Linked DNA regions of Mus musculus: region 1 is linked to region 2. Evidence: chromatin contacts called from public Hi-C data. All regions are on one chromosome and are shown on one strand. Each heading gives the region's core, a stretch centred on a gene start, on an enhancer-like site or on the middle of the called end of the contact. The rest is flanking DNA. Distances are from core to core; before and after follow the strand shown.

What was found. Hi-C and Micro-C count contacts between places; a contact is called where the count stands out from the background.
Region 1: a contact with region 2 is called in a Hi-C map of the N1E-115 cell line, with 1.9 times the contacts expected there. The contact joins two enhancer-like sites. A contact is called at or near these places in 2 of 484 Hi-C or Micro-C datasets (the N1E-115 cell line and nephron progenitors) and 1 of 9 other capture datasets (pancreatic islet).

What each region holds. Positions count from the first base shown.
Region 1 is chr10:105,529,983-105,535,474 of GRCm38.p6, reverse strand. The region is part of intron 1 of Tmtc2 (transmembrane and tetratricopeptide repeat containing 2); the gene reads left to right. Among named protein-coding and RNA genes, the nearest start is that of Tmtc2, 42 kb to the left of the region's middle. Within about 2 kb of position 1,579, at least 9 of the 459 cell types and tissues checked have an H3K27ac peak or open chromatin away from gene starts, as enhancers often do. A contact at or near this core is called in the N1E-115 cell line, where this site is marked.
Region 2 is chr10:105,463,136-105,468,817 of GRCm38.p6, reverse strand. All of the region lies in intron 1 of Tmtc2 (transmembrane and tetratricopeptide repeat containing 2), which reads left to right. Among named protein-coding and RNA genes, the nearest start is that of Gm46241, 9.5 kb to the right of the region's middle. Within about 2 kb of position 1,342, at least 3 of the 459 cell types and tissues checked have an H3K27ac peak or open chromatin away from gene starts, as enhancers often do. A contact at or near this core is called in the N1E-115 cell line, where this site is marked.

The sequences.
Region 1 (5,492 bases), core at 330-2,829, 66 kb before region 2:
ACCTCTCTGCTCCCCCTTGGCTGCTCTGGTGACAACAGTAGGGCACCTGTAGAATAGCCGGGGGATGACACATCCCGCCCCTTGTTCCAGTTTCTTTCCACAATTTTTCTGGTTGCATGCCTAGCTCTCCTCTGACCCTCTGAATGTGAGAACTTTGCTAATAGAGAAGAGGTCCTGTCAGCAACAGACAGCAGAGAAATAGAGGCACGTATGTCTCATGTCGCATGAGTTCTTTTCAGAGACCTCCATCCATGTGAAGCTGGAATTCTCAGACTTCACCCTAGAAAGAGTTTCGTGATGAGGCAGTGTAAAGTGCAGCTGGATGGAGCTTACTAAAGCATCTATTTAAGCTTGAGGTTAATAGAAAGGGAAGTCCTGAGGAAAAGGGTATTATGTGCCCAAGCATGGGTGGGGGCCGTTCAAAGCCGAGATCCCTGTGATCGTCTTACCATAGCTGGGTGTGTGTGATTTTGGTGGCTTCTGAAGTTACACATGAAAGGCTTACTGAGGGACTTAAGTAGGATCATAGGGTGGTTCCCTAGGTAAGTGTATTGGTTAGGATTATAGCTGAAAAGGTGAAAAGGCCTGGCTCACAAGAGTTGCATGGGGGAGCCAAGATTTGTATTTAGCAGAAACAAAGCCTATAGCCATTTTTAGGAGATTCCTAGGAAATTACAATTCCCACCTAGGAAAAGTCGCCCCAGTTGAAGGTCCTGTTCAGTCAGGCCTTAAGCATGGTTTGTTGCTGTTTTCACCTTCTTATTTGAAAAATACGTCTACATAAAAGGAATACTGTCGCTATGTGGGCAAACCTCACAGTGAGTGCTGTTTGTCCTGCTGGGGTTTTATTTTGAATGCTTGTTCATTTTTGAGACAGTATCTCATAGAGCCCAGGTTAGTCTCAAACTGAGTGTGGCAGAGGATAGCCTTGGATTTCTGATCCCTCTGTCTCTGTCTCAAGTACTGGGATTGCAGACACTAGGGGCTAAAACCAGAGCCTCTTGAACATTAGACAGGCCCTTGACCAACGGCACTATATGGTGAGAAACTTCAGCCACATTCCAAAGTGAGAGACTCCTTTTTCTTGTCACATTTCCCAATTTTTTTTTCTTTCTATCCAGCCTACCTCAGTCCAGTTTTATTTTTGTACCTCCCAAACCTAACGAAAAGTAGGAATTATATTACCCCCAAAAGGTTTGGAATTATTTAGGCTTTAATCTGCTAAGGATTTTTAGCCAGGTTTGTTTTTTATTTACAGTGGTCTTCCTAATGTGAAACGTCAAAAGTGCCAGAAATAAAAGCCAGCAGATGTTGGCTCACCTAATCATCTCCCTGGGCTTTTCCTCTGCTGTGGGTATTTTTGTCGGAGTATAGGAATATGGCTTGGGTCATACATAGTCTTGAGGCCTTGGGGATACATAGCAGCGAACCCCTGGCTGTGCCTGTTGTGATTATAAAAAGATAAAGAGGTATAAGAATATGTTCTATGGGGGTGTGGTGAGATGTGGGAGAAGGGGGTATCACAGCGGGCCCATGCTGAGGCATCCCTTCCCCCTGAGGGACCAGCCACAGATGGTATAGTATAGAACAGAGTTTATTCAGGGGATGGGCAACAGAGTTAAGAGGGTAGTAGAGGCAGAGAAAAGCAAAGAGAAGGAGAGTAGAGAAGTAGAAGCTGACCATGACCACTTGAAGAGAGGGTAAAAGGGAATGGAGAGGGCAAGAGAGAGAGAGAGAGAGGCAAGATTAAGAGAGTAAGGAGGGGGCAAGCAGTCTCTTTAATAGTGGGCCAGGCCTACCTGGCTGCTGCCAGGGAACTGTGGGGGTGGAGTCCAGACAGAATACCAACAGTGCCAGTAATGTTTTTAGACAAGAAAGAGAGTTGTGAACAAGTCTCCTACTTGTGTCTACATTGAAAAGCAGCAACTTGAATGGGGACAGATTTGAGAGTGTTGTGACCAGCAGTCATCTTCTGTAAAGTGACAACTTGACAGTCACACAGTCTTTAGTAAAGACAGTGGTTTTAAGAGAAAAGTGGGGAAGCCATCTCAGCAGGACACAGGGTGACGTGAGAAAAATAGGTTTGATGGAGCCACTTTGAAAAGAAAGTGGCCGCACATGGTACCTTTAGCCTGTTTTAAGCCTTGCCACCTCAGATGTCTAATTTTGCAGTTGTCAAGAGGCATCTGCTTAGAAAACCCGGGATGCAATTTTCTCCTGAGATAAACTGAAAAATTGATATATAGGTATCTAAGAGACCTCTTCAAGTGTGTAAGTTTTTTTTGATGAATATGCTTACACATGGAAACTGATTGCATTCGGAGTGGCTAGTGGCAATTTCTAGTAGCTTCTGGAGAAGCAGCCATCTTCAATAAGGTAATCACTTTAAGTGCATCTGGAGGTCTGTGACGTGCACATGTGTTTGTAATTACAGTCGCAGAATTTAGAAGTAAGTGCCAGACTCCTGGGTGTTTATTCAATTCAACAAATGAAAAAAAAAATCTAATATTGACTGCCACCCTCACAAAGGTGCATTGTCTCCATGTGTAGAGCGCACTATGTGATGGTTGTCACAGCCTAACTTTGTAGTGTTGACAGTGCATGCAACCTTGTGCAGGGCCACTTCGCAGGCTTATCACTGAGCTGAGGGAATGTTGCCACGTAGGTTGGCTACATGGGGCTCCAGAGTGTCTGGCCGGGTGCTGGTCGAGTTTGGCATGTATGAGTTCAGGGTTTGTTCTCAACTTTTAAAGAAAGAAAATTATATGTTATTGAGTGCAGCAATATTTTCAGCGCCCAGAAATAACATGCTGTCATGATATAATTTATGAGAAGTATTTAGTAGGCCATGTACAAATTTTAGATCAGTGGGGATTTTTTTTTTTTTTTTTTTTGGCTAGAATCTTAACAAAACTGAAGGTCTCAGATGCTCAAATCTAAGCATGTGGGTTTTTTTTCTTAATTTTTCTACTTATCAATTTATTCAAAGTTATAGGTTTTCACTAAAGCTTTATTTTTGTCGAGAAGAAGAAAGTCAGCACTGTGTATTTGTGTGTGTGTGCATGCACGTGTGCACACAGGCACACACATATACATTTTTATATAAGAAGAACTCTGCCTCAGACACTCTGCTATGTCTGTGCACTGCAATTAAATGGCTGGAAGTTATGAAGCGGTAAACCAAGTCAGTGTGTAGCTGCCAGGGTTCTATTGTACAAGGAATAATCTGGGTAACGAAGGACTGCACAGCTCTGCCTTCCATTCTTGGATCATGCTAATATATGCAAAGCCAATATACAGCCAATTCTGATTACTAGGAGGTGTCTCTAATTGGTAAGTCATGAGGGCTCTCCCTTCTCTATATTGACTCTCCTGGTCTTGCTCGTTCTCAGGTTCAATGGGAGAGATGCTTAAAACAGGTTAGAGGGGGAAGGAGAGATGGGATAGGTTTATTAGGTTGATATTTTTGGAACTTAAACCATCATTTTACTGGTGTTAAATTTCAGAATTAAGTATATATTTAAAAATTTATTCAGCATATTTTACTGGGAGTACTTTCAGATTGTCTCTGTGTAAGTCCCGGGAATTTGAGGATTTTAGGTTGTGTGTTACTATCAGTTTTTATACAAATTCTTCTTAGAGTACCTGTCTCGGGGGAGGGGGGGTGTTACTTCCTCCTGTGGTTATTGCTTTATGGAAGGATAGGGTTAGTCCGTTTACATGTTAGTTCTCCTTATCTTTAATGCTCAATGATTAACTAGGCACAGTAGCTGTGGGCAGACCAAGGAGACTTCATTTAGAATCTGATTGTGTGGAAGTATGGTTCCGTCTGTATAGTGTTAGGGCTCGCGCTTAGGTCATGTTGTAGTTGTGATTTGGAGTACTCTGTGAGCTACCTTAAGCTCTTTGCGCTGGATCTCAGACTGACAGAACATGATTTCTCTAGGCTGTCATCCAGATAGGGTTAATTGCTTTAAAAGACCCTGTTTTGAGGGAGTTCTTAAGCATGAATACTAACAGGAGACACCATTGTGGAGCCTTAGAGGGTTAAATTTACATAATTACAACGATTACAGGCATTGACTAATATGTAAGATATCTTTGAAAAGGGTTTTGATTTTCATTGTTCTTCCAGAGCATCTCTTCATTTGCTTCCAAATACAATTAATTTGTGCGGTGCTTCCTCTATTCAGTGTGTATTTGTAAATATGGATGGGAAAACAGTCTGAATAGTAGGGATGGCACAATTAAGAAAGGATGAGTGTTGGAAAAAAATCAGGGATTTTAAACCTGATGAACCATAAATAATGAACTCATTGTTGTGAGGTCAGGGCAGGGGATATGTTTAAAGAAAATGAAAATAGCTTTATATTTTGCTGTATAACAACACACATTGACTCCCTACTGAAGAACCAAGGCTTGTGAGTATTGTCTGGCTCAAAGATTAAGAAAGCCACATTAGTGCTTCTCACTCACAGAGCTGAGGGCGTTAGGGAAAGTCAAAGCTAGGCGACTACTTTCTATTAGATGATTGTAAACTCTCTCTCTAGCTCTCTCTCTCTTTATGTGTGTGAGAGAGAGAGAGGGGGAGAGAGAGAGAGAGAGAATATGTGTGCCAATGTGTGTCTGTGTGGGCATGTGTGAGTGTGTGTGTAACTGACATGCCCTAAAGCAAATGTTCTCGGAAGGTACATTAGTGTTGTTCAGATAAGTTCGCCCTGTGCAGCCCTGGCTTCCCTTGTCCTTGAAATCTTGCCTCAGACTCTGGCATGTTCCTCCATGTCAGCTTTAAATGGACATGGTGTGTTTCTACTTTTGAGTGGAAGATTTATCTATCTATCTATCTATCTATCTATCTATCTATCTATTTATTTATTGGAAATTATGCTTTTAGTTGTTATATAGGAATGAAAATAGAAACTTGTTGATGTTGGAAATATTTTGTCTGTCTCTCTTTTTGAGATATGGTAGAACTATTCTGTACTTAAACTCCTGTCATTCTTTTAAAAATGAGATTAGGTTATCTCTATCTATCATCTATCTATCTATCTATCTATCTATCTATCTATCTATCTTTAATCCAGCATCCATGCCTGCACAGCAGAGGGGGGCATCAGTTCCCATTATAGATAATTGTGAGCAGCCCTGTGGGTGCTGGGAATTGAACTGAGGACCCCCTGAGAAAACAGCCAGTGATCTAACCCTCTGAACCATCTCTCCAGCCCCCAAAATTAAGTATGTATCTTAGTAAATATTTTGTTTACCTAGTGTGGAACTGGTCTTTGAAACATATTTCTTTAAATGTGTCCCAGAATATAGAAAAACAATAATTAGGGGCTGGAGAGAGAGCTCAGTGGTTAAGAGTTTGTCTTGTTCTTCCAGAGGACCAGAGTTTGGTTTCCAGAACCTAAGTGAGGTGGCTTACAGCTGTCCTTTACAGTTCTGGGGGATACAATACCCTCTTCAGGAATCTGAGGGCATCCCATATGTGT
Region 2 (5,682 bases), core at 93-2,592:
ACACTGTTTTCATCTGCCTTTGCATTATGTGGCAGAGGTTTACTAGCTCAATCATAATTTTTAATCAATATTTTTGAAGTAGTTTATGTAGAAAGAACCATGCCAACATAATGGTGGACTTTTGGCAATTTATATAAAATACTATTGAACTTGTAATTGTTACGTATCATAGATGTCCCTAAAGCTATTCAAAGTGCCTTATGCATCAAAGTCCTCACTTTGAACACAAATGACCCAGTGTTTCTTTTAAAATGTGTAAGCCCCACCTCCCACCCCTGCATCCTCCAAATTTTTTTTTTTTTTTTTTTGGTTTTTCAAGACAGGGCTTCTCTGTGTAGCCCTGGCTATCCTGGAACTCACTTTGTAGACCAGGCTGACCTCGAACTCAGAAATCTGCCTGCCTCTGCCTCCCAAGTGCTGGGATTATAGGCGTGGGCCACCACTGCCCAGGGCATCCTCCAAATCTTGGTGGTGTTCTGGCAAACACTGATGTTACTCACTGGTAGAATCATTACCCTGATCCTGGTTTCCATTTTCATTAGTTGTTCTGCTTGTTTGTCCCTGAGCAAATTTGCTCTGTGATGCCATCAGCCATACTGGACCTGGGCCCACAAGCATGACCTCACTTGAATTTGATTATTTCTTCAAAGACACTCTAGTCAATTAATGACACATTTCCAGATACTATTGATGGCTTGACAATTGTTTTTGAAGGGAAACTATTTGACTAATAATATGCATTATGAACCCTTTAGAGTGGCTTATTATGGTATATTACCTATACCACTGAGGCCTCTTGGTGATACTTTGATCAGCCTAACTGCCACCAGTTATTCTTACATATTAAGCAGGAGTCCCTAGCCCCACTTGCGTCCTCTGGCTTTTTATTGCCCATATTAGACTAAGTAAGATAAATAGTAATTAAGCATAATTTAATATAATCCGTGCCTGCAGATAAAAAGTATACAATTTAGGGATTTGAACTCAGGAGTCTGACTCAGTTCCATATCTTGTCTCTAGTAACCTCATGACCCTGGTCAAGGCCTTCCCATCTTTTACACGTTATCTCCTTCATCGAGCAGTGGCAATCCTGCCTTCTAGAGAGAACTGCTTGTGAGATAAATGAGATAATACCCCCAAAGCCCTAAAGACAGGATCTGGCCTTTTCGTTGGAGCCACTAAATGAGTTAGCAAGACGGTAAACAAAAAGGATATGCTGCTGCCCTTGGCATGCTGGGAAGCAAGAATTCATCAGCATCTCCAGTCATCTGGCTCCTTACCTTACAAAGTATCTCTTTCATTCATTCTGCTACAATCACGGCTCTGCAGCGGGCTCTGCAGCGGGCTCTCACTACTCTGCGCCCTCCCCCCCCCCCCATCTGAATAGTTGGTCTCAGTACTTGGTACCCAGCTGGACATCAGAGCCCTTTCTTCTCCTTCAAGCTGTTTCCATGATTGTGCTTTCAAAGACAACTCATTTTTATCATCAAAGTAGATTATGTGAGGAAAGGGGCGTGGGTAAATATAAGAATTCTTTCAGGCTCCTAAAATAATAAATGCAAGCTAACAACCCCCAGTCGATGGAATTTTACCAGTTTTAGTGTGCTCAGATGTGTGAACTTGGGAATGTATTATTTAATCTCATTGATAAAATGATAAAAATATCCAAGGCATACAATTCTTCCTTCTTTTCTCAGGGTGTAAGGGGAAAACAGGGCTTTTCTGTTTTTGTTTTTAACTGGTAAAGGTAGAGTTGAATCCTGCACAAACATCTTTTTTTTTTTTTTTTTTTTTAATGTTGTCGTTGTGAGATCTTGCTTGGAAACGTATTTATGCATGACTTAGTGCTTTCCCTGTTGGCTGTAGATCTCTGTTAAAAAGACAGAAATGGTGATAAATCAGAAATGCACACTGGTATATTCAGAAAACATGTTTGTACACATTTGGATGCAAGCCTGTATTTCTATAACTTTGGTGTATTTGTTTATTGACTATATTAAAGTTCTCTTAAAAGGGAAGCAATGGTTTAGACAACTTTAAAATATTAGCATCATGGTATTTTAAGGATCTCTAAGTGTGCCATTATGTGTTAGAGTTCCCTGTGAAAGACTGAGGAAGGGTTTAGTGAAATGGGGCTTGAGTTAATTGGTTAAAGGCATTTGAAGCATAATTCATTTTTATATATTCATATGTAATAGTAATATTAAATGTCCTTAATGGCTGAAACTGGTTTTGATAATAGGATAAAAGAAGCAGCAATTACCAGTGAAAACATAGCATAACCCAAAAGGAGTTGATGGTTTGATGAATAAGGTTTAAATACCATGTTGAAAAGGCAGAGTGAGAATCAGTTGTACGAGGTTGGAAATGGTGAGCAAAGGGGCTGAGTCTTGTGATAGAACACTAGGAACAGCTGCACAATGTTGTGTTATGAGGTTAGTTTGGAAGTACAAGGTAGCTAGGGCAAGTGATCTGGGGACCTGGAAAGCCTTTAAGGAGCTTCCTGTTTTATAGTCACCAGAGCCTGGGCATTGTTACTGAAGACTGGAGTGTAGAGATAATGGTTGGATGTTTGAGTCATTCTAACAGAATGCCTACTTGCCTGTGAGAGGAAATTAGAGGTCACCCTAGTGTCTCAACCCAGGATGTCTGCAAAGACTGGACATGCATAACAAATCCAAGAGTGCAGGAAGACGTTACCTTTACACATGTTGGCTTGGGATGGTGAGTATGGCATCATGGTATCCATGGACACAGTGTGGCAACGTGGTATCCTTGGAAATGTGAGAGAGACTTGGTAAGAAGGATCAACAGTAAACTCTTGCTCCTGGAACCCTGACCAGATGAGTTGCCTGGTTTGATGAATAAGGTTTAAATTCAACGTTGAAAAGGCAGAGTGAGAACCAGTTGTACGAGGGGAGGATGCTGTTGGATGCAAACGATAGCTTTAGAAACTCACCCTGAGAAGTGGATACAGAAGACAAAAATGAGCGGTAGAGCATAGAATGTGCAGCCTCACAGAACAGTGGCAGAGAGTGTCCTAAGGACACACTACTGTAATGTGTAGCACCTAGCCTCATAAGATGGGGGAGGGGGAATCTGGTCACATTCAGAAAAGTTTTTCTAAAGCAATCTAGATCAAACACATTTCGTTGACTTTTTTCCTCCAATCTTTGAGCATTTTTTGAATTTCTTAAAAGGAGAAATCAGGATGTCTTCTTTTTGTTACTTAAACTATTTCTGAAAGATATCTTGATGATTGTAATGAGAGATTTGAACCGAGGTTCCCAGAAAACAACAACAAAGCACCAATACCCTCCAAGCAAGCAAGCAAGCAAGCAAGCAAGCAAGTAAACAAACAAACAAACAAACAAGACAGAAGAATAAAAGAAAAACCCAGTTGTAAGCTAAAGATAATCCCAGACGAAAGGACTTAATTATCTTGGGCTAGCTTTAGTCAGAGTGTTTGTTAGTCATTGCTTTTTCAATGTGCTAACAGAACACTAGCTTCTACTAATTCAAGATTTAAGAATGTAATCCATGGACACCTCAAACCTACAGTAGAATTACCTAGCTTTTGCTCTCTAGCGATGTAGTGGAAAATGCTTTGATACCTGATTTCTCTTTTTTGGGGGGGGGGGGTTCAGAGGTGGGGGGGTCTGTTGCATTTGCCAGTTAATCTTGCTAAAATCTTCCTTCTGCAACTCTTAGGCCTGGCTGCTGCTCCTTTCCTGGCATGGCTGCTCTGTCTCATCCTTCCTTCCCAGGTCCCCTTGCTCAGGAATCCTAAAGTCCCACCTCTGACTCCCTGCTCAGCCATTGGCCTCTGGCAACTTTATTTACCAATCAAAACCAACAGGGGGCAGGCACCAAGTAGAGTAGAGTAGTAGATCATGGATGTATATACGCTCTCCTTTTAGTACATTGATCATGAATATGTAGTATTTGTTCTTTAGAAACTCATGCTTCATAGCTTCTCCTACAGACCCATATTCAGTTCAAGAGGCCTCCTGGATATTGGCTTGTTGACGTTGAAGGAAATGTTACGTAGGTCTTCCAATTCTAAATAACTAATGGAAAATTCAGAAATATTCTAGACACAGATGTGCCACACCTCACTCATTATGATGGTTTAGTCTGTGGGGCTGGCTTCTAAGGAAGTTTGTGTTCACTGCCAGATGAATTTTCTCTTAATAAAAGGATTCACCCAGGGCTCCTTTAATTAGGTAGCTTACCCAGTGTGCTTAAGTGTTTGTTTCCAGACCATTAACTCCTTGACAGAAGACTGGAGAGGCATAGTGCTTATTAGACCACGGTGTTACAAATAAGCCTCTGAATTTTATTGTTCATAATGGAGGAAAAAAATAAAAAGACAACTAGTTCACTTTTATTCGCCGTCAGTTGTTGGGAAAATGCCATGTGATTTTCATATAAGGTGAGACTATTGCCGCTATGGGAAAGCAAATTCACTAAGTTTCAGTCATATATTGGCCAAATAGATGCGTCTGGTGGGGAGAGGGGAAGCCATTGTGGACTGATGGCTTCTGTGGTTGACACTAAGAGGAGTTCCTGAATCTTAGGAAATTCGATCTCCAAGTGTGGGTGAGACAGAATTTTTCCGACACAGAAATTACAAATAAGCATGACACTTTTTTTTTAGGACAATGAAAGTTAATGGTTGTGGGTCATATATCAGATATTCTGTATTTATCAGGATATAATTAATCCTGATTATTATATTAACATATTAATAGTATAATATTATATATGAATACTTTTATACAAAATATATTAATAGAACAATATATAAAAATATTATATTCAAATATATACAAATATTAATCAGATATTTACATCATGATTCATAACAGCAAAACTACAGTTACTAAATAGCAATGAAAATAATTTTATGATTGGATGTCACTGCATGCAGAATGGTGTTGGGGGTTGCAGTGTTAGGGAGGTTGATAACATATTCTTTCGCTAACAAATGACAGAATATTAGTGCAGTAAAGATGATGATGATGTCTCCTAGAAGACCAACTTAAATTGGGCTTTAGGGTGGAAAAAGTACACTACATGAAATAATAATGACAAGTAAGTGAAAAATAAACTGAAACGTAAATAAACTGGATGGATAATTGAAAGCAGAATTATCTAGTTCATATTTATAGCTACCTGCAAATTATTTGGCCCTTCATCAAGTATCCTTTTGAAATCTTCAAGTCTTATTTGAGACTGTTTACTGCTGGCTTGTATGGGCTTTAATTGGTTGCAGAAATTGGCATCTCTAGATTTAGGTTTTGAAAGAAAATGTTTATAGTTACTTCTCGGGGGGATAAAAAGCAATAGAGAATACTAATAAAAGTTGAGCCAAAATTTCATTAAGATTCCAGATACTTCCCAGTAGAATTTATTAACTAGATTATCTAGAAACAACATGAACTTCTTGGAAAAGTTTCAGAAGTGGAAAATACATGGCGATATTGTTAGTGTACAATACATCATTTTAAAAACTGTTTTCCTGAAAACTGTTAGATTTGCTTGAAAAATTCTTGACAGCGTAATTTTATTTCTCTATATAAGGAGATAATATGTTAATGGAAAATAGCTTGCTTAGTGCTTTGTAGTATTAAACAACCCTTTTATGTTTGTAATCTTTCTTAATCTTTAAAATAACCA